Regions from separate parts of the Pan troglodytes genome. Here region 2 is linked to region 1. Evidence: chromatin contacts called from public HiChIP or PLAC-seq data. All regions are on one chromosome and are shown on one strand. The core of a region is the stretch at or near the end of the contact, and the rest is flanking DNA. Distances in the headings are between cores, read along the strand shown.

Region 1 (6,381 bases), core at 1,769-4,268:
CTGAGGCCACTTCATGAAGGCTGCTTAGTGCCTTGTCTGGGTTCCCTGTGATCAGCTCCTGGAGACCTGAGGACAATCAGGGTGTGAGCTTGGAGAGGCCTATAGAGCAGGGGTCATGATGGGGAACAAGGGTCTAAGAAGCCCATGGAACTGAATGGGACAAGAGAGAGGGCATGAGTCTGGAGGACCACTTAAAGGAAGAAGAGATGAGTCAGGTTGCTAGCTGACCTTGGCGGTAGGCAAATGCTGTCAGGAGGACATCCTTCAATCCCTGGGCATCCTGCAGGGTCAATGGAGCATCTAATTCCTCAGCTGGGGGACTCCAAGTTTTCAGAAGTAACAGCAGATCCTTAGAGGCTCCACTCTGGGGAAAGGACAACCAGAAGCTCCAAGCCTACAACCTCCCCGTCTTCTCCTATCTCCATCTATCCTGGCTAGACCTTGAGCTCAAGGGTCCTCTTGATCCTTGAGGACACAGGCCTCAGCTACCCTTACAAAGCAAGAAGCTATGCATAATGCCTGTAGTTTCCCCCAATTCTAAGAGATAGATAGCTATGAGGCAACAATTAAAAAAAGGAAGAAAAACCTGGGGCAGTGATGATCTATTCCAGCGTGCCTCCTCACTCAGGGCAAGGACCATATTTGAGTTACTAATAAGGAGACTAAGGCTGAGAGGTGACTTGAGCAAGATCACAAGAGCCCTATCCCTATCCAAAAAAAAAATTTTTTTTTTTTTTTTTTTTGAGACAGGGTCTCCGTCTGTCACCCAGGCTGCAAGGCTGGAGTGCAGTGGCGTGATCATAGCTCACAACTCACTGTTGCCTCCATCTCTTGGGTTCAAGTGATCCTCCTACCTCAGCCTCCCAAAGTGCTGAGATTACAGGTATGAGCCACCATGCCTGTCCAATTTTTAAAAAACACTCCTAAGAGAATCCCCACAATGAGAGACCAACCAGGGCAAGGTCACCCAAGAGTCCCAGAGAGAATCCAGGTTTCCCGACCACCAACCCAGCCGCCTGTCCAGTACATGATGATGCTACTGCAGCTGGAGAGAAAGGAGGAGGAAGGAAGGAGGAGACCCTCAGCTTCAGGTCACTTTCCCTATTACCTGGCTGCCATTCAGGGTCTCTAGTAACAAGGCCAGGTCCCCAAGACGGTCAGCACTCAACCAGAGGGCAGCCTGCAGGCCAACCAGGCGGTGCAGGGCAGACAGCAGCTCCGGCAGAAGGCAGGAAGCACGAAGAACAGAGTCCCACAGCTCCCTGAGCCCCTGTTCCAACCTGGGCCCCCGCTGCTCCTGTGTCTCCAGCACTGTAGAGTATACACACACACATAGACACACACACAGCTGAGGTAGCACCTCATCCTCCATCTCCCCACACACTCTGGCTTTCCTCTCCTGCAGGACCCCAAAGGTCACAATAATAATACCTCAACCTGGTCTGAGGAGCACAGAGAAGGGCACCTCTCTCCATGGAGGTGACAGATGTTGTTTATCCTCCCATCTCCCTGCAATAACTTAAACCCAGACTGAAGCTGGCAGGGGAATCAGGGACAATCTCTGGCCCTCACCTCTCTCTAGGCTCCGCTGGATATCCTGGGCCTGATCCTCTGTGAAACCCTGGGCCAAGCTTGCCCTCAGGATAATGAAGTTGCAGGTGACAGTCAGCTCCAAGGGAAGAACAGGAACAGCTGCAGGGAGCCCTGGAGCAACAATGTTGGTCTTACAGACTGCTCCCCCATGGAAGATCCTCCAAATAAAATCCCAACTCAGAGATCACCCCACTCCAACCAAAACAGCTACAATAAAGAACCCACCCTCCAGCCGATTAGCTAAGGATTAAAAAAAAGAACCCAACCTTTGGACAGAGAGTCTGGAAAGGGCAATAAAGTTATCCAGATCAGACCATCTTGGAAACCATTTTTCAAATGCCACTCTGTGAGTGTGTAAGGAAGAGAGCGATTTATTTGCCTGTACAAAGATGATTCCACTCTAGTCTCCTCTGTGCCTTAAACGGGACTCCCTGCCCCGAGTAATTATATCGATCCCAGAAACGCAGGAGCGGATGTGTCTCTGGCTATGGAAGAGGGGAACTGACCATCCTGGGGAGGACCCGCCTACCTTGCAGACTATGGAGGAGCCCTCTGAGCCCTTCCAGTGCATCCTGAGCCAACTGCTGTCGCCTCAGAGTCAGACCGGAGTTCTGAGCCACCTGCCACATGAGGGAGGGGTTGTCACTGAGGATCAATCCTTTTTTCTCCCCTTGCAGCAGTGGCAAGGGATGCATTCTCCAGTCATTTCTGGCTCTTTGGTCAAGCTCAGCCCCTCCCCATCGGTTGGGGTAAATCCACTGCAAACCCGCTTTCAGGGATCTTGGAGCTGCAAACCGAGGGTGCCAGCAACCGTGTTACCTTAGCCTGTCGAACGAGCCGGTCATTCTTTTCCCTCCACAGGTCCAGGCAGCTGGAGCCCACAGAGGTGGTCTGGCGGGACATGGTGGCCGAGGCTGGGCCCGGAGACCAGAAGCGGACTTAGGAAGGGTGAAGCTGGCCCGCCCAAGCTCCCAACCCCAGCGGGGAGGGGCCTGGGCACTTCTGCACCCCGCCGAGCTCCCCTGCTTCCCTCGGGGTCCCAATCCACCAGCCCAGGCTTTCCAGGACAGATGGGACGCTCTCTCCCCGCGGCCCGCCGGGCTCTCAACCTCGCCTCTGGTTGGCCGGGCCTGCGAAGCTCTGGGCTGCGGTTGGTCCTCTTGAAGAGTTAGTTCCCGCGGGAAACTCGGGGAGGAAACGAGTCAGCAACCCCAAACAGGCTTAGGCGGGCTAGAAGCCGGGGTCGTGTCTGACTGGGGCAGTCGCACGGCCGGCGGTACGGCCCGCTCGGCTCTCGCGGAGGCCACAGCCTCGAGAAAGGGTGGGCGGGAGCGAGTTTCGGCCCCACAGCCCGTGGCTCGGCCCTTCCTCGCTGCCACACCCCCAGGTCCGCCTGGGTTCCCGCTTCCACCGAGGGCCGACTGCGAGGTGCATGCTGGGAGTCGTAGTACCGCTCTGGTGCGGAACAGCTCCGCCCCGGCGGACGGTGTTTCCAGAAAGCGGTGACTGGAGACGAGGGCGCTCCGTAATCGTCCATCCTTTCTCTGCTCACTGTCGAGCACCAACACGCTCACCAAGGTCGGCTTTCTACCGCGTGTAGTCTGCTGGCAGTGCCGCTCTGTACTTGCACTGCTCAAAAGTACCTGCCCAATCATTTCAAATTAAATGGAGCTAGGAGAATTGAATATCCATATGCAAAAAAAAAAAAGACAGGAAAGAAAAGAACGCGACCATACATACGTACATAAAATCAACTCAATGGATCACAAACTAAATATAAGAGCCAAAAATATAAAACTTCTAAAAGAAAACGTAAAGCAGCCTAACTAACATGGTGAAACCTTCTCTACAAAAACACAAAAATTAGCAGGGCGTGGTGTCGTGCGCCTGTAATCCCAGCCACCCCGGAGGCTGAGGCGGAAGAATCGCTTGAACCCGGGTGGCGGAGGTTGCAGTGAGCCCACATCGTGCCATTGCACTCCAGCCTAGGTGACAGAGTGAGACTCCGTCTCAAAAAAAAAAAAAAAAGAAAAACGTAAGAGAACAGCTTTATGACCTTGGGTTTGGCAACAAGTTCTTAGACACAGCACTAAAAGCTTGAACAATTAAAAAAAAAAGTTAACTTTATTAAAATTAAAAACTCTTGTACTACAAAGACATCATTAAGAAGTCATAGGCTGGGGCCGGGCGCGGTGGCTCACGCCTGCAATCCCAGCACTTTGGAAGGCCGAGGCGGGCGGATCACGAGGTCAGGAGATCGAGACCATCATGGCTAACACGGTGAAACCCCGTCTCTACTAAAAATACAAAAAATTAGCCGGGCGATGTGGCAGGCGCCTGTAGTCCCAGCTACTCGGGAGGCTGAGGCAGGAGAAAGGCGTGAACCCCGCGGGGCGGAGCCTGCAGTGAGCCGAGATCGCCCCACTGCACTCCAGCCTGCGCAACAGCGAGACTCCAGCTCAAAAAAAAAAAAAAAAAAGAAAGAAAAGAAAAAAAAAAAAAAAAGAAAAGACATAGGCTGGATGTGGCTCATGCTGTAATCCCAGCACTTTGGGAGGCTGAGGCTGGAGGATTCCCTGAAGCCAGGAGTTCAAGACCAGCCTAGGCAACAAAGATGGTGTCTTTTGTAGAGGCATTATCTCTACAAAAAATTTAAAACATTAACCCTGGCACAATAACACACCTGTAGACCCAGCTACTTGGGAGGCTGAAGTGGGAGGAGCCCTTGAGCCTAGGAGTTCCAGGTTGCAGTGAGCCATGATCACACCACTGCACTCCAGCCTGAGTAACAGAGTGAGACCCTGCCTCAAAAAAAGAAAGGTCACAGTCACAGAGTGGGAGAAACTACTTGCTAATTATATACCTCATAAGGGACTGGTATCCCTAACACATAAAAACTCCCAAAACTCAAGAAAAAGATTTTTAAAAACAATTTTAGCTGGGTGTGGTGGTTCACGCCTGTTATCCCAGCACTTTGGGAGGCTGAGGTGGGAGGATCATTTGAGCCTCAGAAGTTTAAGACCTGCCTGGGCAACATAGCAAAACCCCACCTCTACAAAAAAAAATACAAAAATTAGCTGGGCATGGTGGCACACACCTGTAGTCCCATCTACTCGGGAAACTGAGGTGGGAGGATCACCTGAGCTCAGGGATGTCGAAGCTGCAGTGAGCCATGATTGTGCCACTGCACTCCAGCGTGGGCAACAAAGTGAGACCCTGTCTCAAAACAAAACAAAAAACAATTTTAAGATGGACCAAAAAAAAAAAAAAGACGTTTTACCAAAAAAGATCTACTAATGGCTAAGAAACACATAAAAAGATGCTCAGCATTATTAGCTATTAGAGAAACACAGTTAAAAACATGGCCAGGGCTGGGCCATGTTATGCCTGTAATCCCAGCACTTTGGGAGGCCGAGGTGGATGGATCACTTGAGGTCAGGAGTTCGAGACCAGCATGGCCAACTTGGTGAAACCTCGTCTCTACTAAAAATACAAAAATTAGGCAGGTGTGGTGGTGCATGCCTGTAATCCCAGCTACTTGGGAAGCTGAGGTGGGAGAATGGCTTGAACCCGGAAGGTGGAGGTTGCAGTGAGCCGAGATCCTGCCACTGAACTCTAGCCTGGGCGACACAGTGAGACTTCGTCTCAAAAAATAAACAAAAAAACGCTACACACAGCCGGGCGTGGTGGCTCACACCTTTAATCCCAGCACTTTGGGAGGCTGAGGCAGGTGGATCACTTGAGGCCAGGAGTTTGAGACCAGCCAAGCCAACAGGGCAAAACCCTGTCTCTACTGAAAATACAAAAATTAGCTGGGCATGGTGGCAGACACCTGTAATCCCAGCTACTCAGGAGGCTGAGGCATGAGAATCACTTGAACCTGGGAAACGGAGGTTGCAGTGAGCTGAGACCATGCCACTGCACTCCAGCCTGGGTGACAGAGTGAGACTCTGTCTCAAAAATAAATAAATAAAAATAAAAATAAAAAGACTATACACATACATACATAAAATGACTACAATAAAAACAGATTATACCAAGTGTTGGTGAGGATGTGTATGAGGAACCCTCATACACTGCTGGTGGGAATATAAAATAGTACACTCACTTCAGAAAAGTTTGGCAATTTCTTAAAAAGTTAATCATAGGCCGGGCGCAGTGGCTTATTCCTGTAATCCCAGCACTTTGGGAGGCCAAGGCAGGTGAATCACGATGTCAGGAGATCGAGACCATCCTGGCTAACACAGTGAAACCCCGTCTCTACTAAAAATACAAAAAATTAGCCAGGCGTGGTGGGCACCTGTAGTCCCAGCTACTCAGGAGGCTGAGGCAGGAGAATGGCGTGAACCCAGGAAGTGGAGCTTGCAGTGAGCCAAGACCCCCCCACTGCACTCCAGCCTGGGTGACAGAGCAAGACTCCATCTCAAAAAAAAAAAAGAAAAAAAAGTCAATCACAAATTTACCATAAGACTCAGCAATTCCACTCCAAAGAATACTCCCAAGAGAAATGAAAACATACGTCCACACTGAGATTTGTTGCAAATACTCATAGTAGCTAAAAATGTTCATAATAGCTAAAAACTGAAAACAATCAAAATGTCCATCAATTGGTCAAAGCCAATGATTTAGCAATGAAAAGGGGCAAAAGAGTGCACCAACAAACTTTTTTTTTTTTGAGACGGAGTCTCGCTCTGTTGCCCGGGCTGGAGTGCAGTGGCGCAATCTCGGCTCACTGCAACCTCTGCCTCCTGGGTTCAAGCAATTCTCCTACCTCAGCCTCCCAAGTAA
Region 2 (6,381 bases), core at 1,300-3,799, 430 kb before region 1:
CTTGCCAGCAGGGGCCTAGGGTCTCCAGATCCAGTCCCTGACTTGTTGAAGACATTGGGCTCAAGCACTCAATTACATCTTTGTTTTACTCAAATTCCAGCCTCCTTCCTGGGCCTGGAGGAACATCCCCTCTCCCTACCCGGGTTCAGTCACACCCTCATGTCCAACTGCTATACCCCCTGCATCCCACCCTCCAGCTATAGCCGCTTCTCTCCTAATCCCATACCCAGCTGTCACTCCGTTCTTTACCCCCTCCCCGCAATGCAAAGCTCCTATTCATCTTTATCCAGTCCTTTCCAGGAAGCTGGGAGCTGCCTAGGGTGGGGGTATGCTGCCAAGTTCAGTGCCCCTGGCTCCTTTAAGAATTTCCCACTCCTGGTCCAGGGATCTCAATCTGCAAGTCCTGCTCTATATTTGAAACATAAACCAAGTCATAACACAGTAATCCAGCCCTTATCTTGTTGCAGTCGTCTGCTGTAGGGTCAGCCACTCTCTATGGAGTAGGCTTTCTCTTGGGATAGGGCTTAGGCCTTTCTCTTGTGTCCCAAGGCTTGTTGGGTGTAGCCACTGAGGAAATCCCAAGGAAATCTCCCAGGTTCCTCGGGCTTGTCATAGACCTTCTTCATCACTTGGCTGTGCGCTACATACTTTCTGGTCTTCCCGGGACTTGTCGGTCCAGAGGTCTTCGGAAGGCAGAAAACAAATGCTTTTGGGTGTGCGCCCATCTCTCCCCTTTAAGACCAAGTCTTCTCCCCAGCCACAATCTGCTGTAGCTTTGGCCCCAGCCAGAAACTGGGCCGTCTCTTTCTTTAACTTAATCTTGTGGTGCCCTTTCTGGTGCTGGGTCCAGTCCCTAACTGAAGGCAGGCCCACATAGCAGTCCCTGATTCTCACCACTTGAGGAGTTAGTGGGTCCCAGGCTGATTGGGTGACAGAAGGGGGCGGCAGAGAGCAGTGGCCCTTGGACTCTCCTAGGGAGGGAGCAAGAACTTCTAAGTAGGCTGATGCCAAGGATCTCTAAACTTGGGATCAGACTGGAGGAGCCAAAAGTTGGGGTATGAACTGTAGGAAAGGTCGCCCACCCAAGTCGCTCCTCTGTGGCAGGCAGCTTCTAGGAATCTCCCCCTCTTATCATTTACAGCCTGCATCCTACACCTCTGCTTAAAATGTTTTAGATATACTCCCAGCAGAGAAGATTCTTCAGACAGCTGGCAAAGTCCTCGCTCCGAGGAAGGGAGTAACAGGCAGGATTATTTAGTTCTCTTCATATAGGCGACTCACAGTATGGGTTTTTGGGGGTTGGGATTGGGGGAGACAGCCATTGATAGTAACAGGAGGCCTGACACTGATGAGGGGCTTTGACGTGGAAGGGCACCCTTCCAGGGAGGGACGCCCTGTCAGTACGGAACAGAGCCCATGTGGGGAGGGGCGCCCGGCTCGAATGGCGACAGCGGCGGCAGAGTCAGGAGGTCAGTACGGTGGGCTTCGGTTTAAATCTTTAATGCACTGGCTGGCTGGGCAGCGGCGGTGGGGCTGCGGCGGGGGAAGCCACGACCCGAGCGCTGGGGAGTAGGACCCAGGCCGCTGGACAGACAGCTCATCAGGCCTCGCAGAGGCTCCAGCTTCTGCTCCCCGGGGTGCGCCGAGCTGTGGGGCGACCCGACACTGGCATGAGGCGGGGCGGGAGCTACCGGATTCCCCCCGATGGGTCCTCAGAGACTGAGTCCCGTCCATGCCCGGGGCGGGTCCGCGGTATCGCAGCCCCCTCACCTCCGCTCCCTCCGCCACATGCGAAGCCAGGGGAAAAAGTAGAAACAGCCCCAGTAGATCCTGCAGAGAGAGGGCAGAGCCGGGCGGGGCGGGGCGGGGCGGGGCGGGGAGGAGCTGACCCTACAGACTCCGCCCCGCGGTGCCTCGCCCTCGAGGAAGGCTCCGCCCCGCCTCTAAAAGCGGCTCCCTTCGCGCCCACGCCCCTGGGAGGCTCGCCCTGCCCACCCCTCGCCCCCGCAGAACTCCACCCTCCCCCACCCCGGAGCCGCCTGGTTCCTCCTCCGCAGAACCCGCCTCCACTCACTCCTCCTCCGCCTCCAGCGCCACCTCGTATCTCCTCATTCCCGACATGTCCTGGGCTCCGAACGTCTCCTGGGGAGCGGCATGATTGAATCAGGGATTCCCTAGCCCCAGGTCCCCTTCTCCGTCATTCTCAGGACGAGGCTGCCCAGTTCTCAGGTAATCTGAGGCTGATGCCCCCGGGAAGCCTCAGTTGCCACCACGGGACAGGGTGGGCTTGGAGATTTGGGAGGCACTGGAAGTTAAGGGGTGAGGAGGCCGGTCATCTCCGGGGCCTGGGGCATTTAGGGGGCCAGGACGAGAGGTTTGGCGGTCATGGGGCTGGGAGATTTGGGGCCCTGGGTGAGGATTTTCAGGGGCTGGGGTCACCTGGAGGGGGGGCTGAGAGGGGTCAGCGCAGCCTAAACTCCCGCCCTCCCTGGCTCCACCCCGGAAACGGACCGTTACTATTACGTCACAGGGATGCCGTTGCGCACTAGGTTTGCCTGTCCCCCGGAAGGGGTGGGGTGTTCATGTCTCCCAGAGGAGGCGGAGTCGAAACGTCATCTTACGGGGTGAGGCCAGGGGCGGAGTCGGTTGATTAAGATGCGGGCAAAGGACCCTCTTTTATAGGTGTTAAGTCAGGTTTTGGAGCTACACCTTGGGGGGCCGAGGCTTCCGCAGCAGGCAGCAAGAAAAGAGAGTTGGGACTAAGTCCAGTACTGTTTTCTTAATCCCCACGTCTCCTCTACCCCTCCCTGGGCTTCTGCCCTGCCAAGTGCCTCTCTTGCCTGCCTTCCTCCCCTTGTATGACCCTGGGCCGAGGAGGAATAGGTCCTCAGATAGAGTCCAGTCTAGAAAAGGCCAGGCTACGGAAATACCTGGTTGAGTGGCCTCGGCTAAGTCACTGAATGGCCGGAGGGTCATTGCCCTTCCTCTCTGGTCTGAGACCTATCTTCCTGTGATTTTTTTTTTTTTTTTTTTTTTTGCTACATTCATTCAATCAACAAATATTTGCTGAATGACCACCTGTGTGTCAGGCTCTGTGCTGGGCATGGGGATGTAGTAGTAAAGAAGACAGGTGGCCGGGCACGGTGGCTCACGCCTTTAATCCCAGCACTTTGGGAGGCCGAGGTGGGTGGATCACGAGTTCAGGAGTTCAAGACCAGCCTGGCCAAGATGGTGAAACCCCGTCTCTACTAAAAATACAAAAGTTAGCCGGGCGTGGTGGCAGGCGCCTGTAATCCCAGCTACTCGGGAGGCTGAGGCAGAGAATTGCTTGAAACTGGGAGGCGGAGGTTGCTGTGAGCTGAGATCGCACCACTGCACTCCAGCCTGGGCGACAGAGTGAGACTCCGTCTCAAACAAAACAAAACAAAACAACCAACAAACAAGACAGGCACCTTGTCTGCCCTCTGAGAGGTAGGGGTAGAGCTGGGAGGATCAAAAGAGAATAGTGAGATTCTTACTATAAATGGAGCAGGCTGGCTGGAAGAAGTAGAAGGTGTCAAGAAAGGGCAATCAACCCAGTGTAGGAGGTTGGAAATAGCTGCCCCAGACCTCTGACATCCCAGTCAAGGCCCAGTACTGAGCTGTAGTCGGTTTGAGTAAGGGGAAAGACAGTCTTGGGGCTGGGCTGACTGTATAGGAGGGAGTGACCAGAAATAAGTGGGGTGAAAGTTTCCTCTGGTTGAAATGTGAGGAATGGATACCCCTCTTCTCTCCCCCATCCCACCCTCTTTCTCCCTCTCATTCTTGTCTTCCCTTGTCTGAGCCACATACAGATAGCAGACAGAGAGATCCATGGGTGCTAGGTGGTTTTATTGGAAGCACTGCAGTCTGGGAGTTCGGAAGCTATGCTTTCACCACGTTCACCCTTTCACTCACATTCACACTCATGTTGACACTCCAGGCCTGGCTGGGTCAGGTCTGGTGCCGAGGAACTAGAGGCCTGGTCTTCCCTTCTGGTCCTTGGTTCCCCAGGCCAGGGCTGTCTCTGGCACTCTCATGGGCTAACTGCTGTGGCTCTTGCTCTGGGAAAGGAAGGAGAGGAAGGGCCATGGGCTCTAATCTTAGACGGGGCTCAGAGGGGGCAGACAGGACTGGGGAGGGCCAGGCTTTCCTTGACAGAGGTCTTCCACAGTCTCCAGTTTGTGCAATCCATCCAGGGCTGGTCTAGAGGCTGCCTTTCAGTGTGGTGAATCTGGAGTCAGAGAGAATGGAGCCGCAGAACTCATCTTCCTGAAAGGCCCTGGTGTGAGGGGCAGATGCTGGGACCAGATTTGGGAACCTGTTTTAGGGGCTTCCTTGTGGGAGGGATTGGGCAAGGAGAAGTGAAGGAAGTAACATGGTGAATGGAGACCTGGATGATGGAGGAAGTGATTGGGAGGGGAGGAGACTGGACATTCTCCACCCCGACTCATAGGACAAAGTGCCCTGCAGCCATCCCTGAAGAGGAGGTAGCAGAAGGCACCAAAAATGTTCCCAGGAATTGGGTGTTGATTTGCTAAGAGGCAGAGTCCCCAGAGTTGTTGGTATCACCCAGAGCTAGGGAGTGAGTATTAGCTTTAGGGCTTAAGATGGGAAGGCCATAGCCCTGACTGGAACTTGGGATATCTGTGTCCAGAGCTTTAGTGTTGCTCTCTACTCCACCCACATGCACTGTTCTCTTCTTCCTCTGGAAGTCCAGGCTATAGAGACAGAGCCTATAAAGAGAAGAGCAGCCAGAGGCTCCAGGACCCATCCAGGCACTGATACATACAGGAACAGCTGGGGTACAGGCACATCTACATCACACAGGTGCACACAAAGGGCATAGGCATACCCACACCACACAGGCACACACATAGACTGCAAAGGAATACACACAATGCACAGGTATACCCATGTAACACAGGACGTAAAGTCATCACAAGGGCACACCCATTTGGCATATGTACAGTCTCAGGTGCATATCAGTCTCAGGACCTGGATGTTGATATTGTGAAAGGAGAATAAATCTCAGAACCCCCAAATCATTAAACCAAGGGGAAAGTCAAGCTGGGAATTGTGTCAGGCAAACCTGCCTCTTGTTTTATTCCTAAAAGAGATAGCTACAAAGAAAAAGCTACATACCTCCCTCACAATTTGTCCACAGGGAAATTCCTTATGGGCCTCAAGATCTTTACCTTAAAACAGTTGTGTTGAATTTCACCCTGGCAATGTAAACTGATAGCTTATCTTCACAGGTGCAGGACAATAGACAGAACTCAAAGTCATCCCTCTGCTCACCTGAGACAAATGTGTATCTGATTGCTTCTTCTGCCCTATTGTTTATGCAAAAATGCAGATCCACTGAGCCAGACTAAGGCATCAGTGTGACTATTCCTTTACTCCCCACTCCATGTAAATTGTGTATTCAGTGAAAGGCTGATCAAAGACCCCAAAAAATGCAGCCTTTTGTCTCTTATCTACCTATGACCTGGAAGCCCCCACTTCGAGTTGTCCCGCCTTTTCAGACTGAACCAGTGTACACCTTACACGTATTGATTGATGTCTCATGTCTCCCCAAAATGTATAAAACCAAGCTGTGCACCGACCACCTTTAGCACGTGTTGTCAGAACCTCCTGAGGCTGTATCATGTCATGAGTGTGTGCTCAACCTTGGCAAAATAAACTTTCTAAATTGATTGAGACCCATCTCAGATACTTTTGGATTCACAACATGAACTCAGCTTCCTTTACAGACTCCCTGAGACCTGCACATTGATCCCTGCCATGCCCCTCACCGTACCGTTTAACCCCTGCCCCATTTTACTCACTCATGGCAAGAAAACCAATATGCTGAGAAGAGGAGTGGTGCCACACACACAAGAGGCCATGGAGGATGAGCTGAGATGGACAAATGAGGAGAGTCCCTGGGAGCAGCAGGTGTGCATGGGTGTGCAGGAGTCCTTCTGCTTGTGTGGAGTCTGTGAGACTGTGTGTGAGGTTGGATGGGGAGAGCAAGCAGGAGAGGGATCATGATCATGAGGGCAAGGGAGTCCTTGGAAGACTGAGGGTCCATGAGTGTGTGTGGATCTGTAGGAGGCTGTGGCTGTCTCCTATTTATGGCCCCCTAAAACTTTCATTTTCTATGTTCAGAAACTTCCTTCCCTAATGGTGTGTAATAAAGAATTTGACTGCCTTTTGTCCCTGGCTCCTGAGAGGGAGACTAAACCTTTGGAATTTCCCAAGTAATAGGAGTGTCTTTATTACTCATGAGCCCCTTGGAACACACCTGGGTTTATGCTAAGAGATGAGATGACTCAGGTTAGAGGTTGGTCACAGTAAAGACCAACCATGTGATTAGAG

What was found. HiChIP or PLAC-seq counts read pairs in DNA pulled down with a chosen protein or histone mark.
Region 2: a contact with region 1 is called in an H3K4me3 HiChIP or PLAC-seq map of stem cell-derived excitatory neurons, with 5 times the contacts expected there. The contact joins the promoter of LOC747332 here to the promoter of FANCG in region 1. A contact is called at or near these places in 1 of 7 Hi-C or Micro-C datasets (stem cell-derived neural progenitor cells) and 1 of 1 datasets of contacts at active chromatin or transcription factors (stem cell-derived excitatory neurons).

Annotation. Positions count from the first base shown.
Region 1 is chr11:80,903,111-80,909,491 of NHGRI_mPanTro3-v2.0_pri, reverse strand. It overlaps FANCG (FA complementation group G), which reads right to left and starts at 3,018. Exons shown (of 15, transcript XM_009456544.5): 1 at 2,703-3,018; 2 at 2,413-2,507; 3 at 2,123-2,213; 4 at 1,573-1,704; 5 at 1,109-1,311; 6 at 229-364; 7 at 1-66. The coding sequence starts at 2,496. LOC101057501 reads left to right here. Exons shown (of 4, transcript NM_001280468.1): 3 at 751-883; 4 at 1,583-1,918.
Region 2 is chr11:81,328,283-81,334,663 of NHGRI_mPanTro3-v2.0_pri, reverse strand. LOC747332 reads right to left here and starts at 2,549. Exons shown (of 4, transcript XM_024345621.3): 1 at 2,440-2,549; 2 at 2,075-2,142; 3 at 1,771-1,830; 4 at 1,485-1,647. The coding sequence starts at 2,121. The coding sequence ends at 1,491.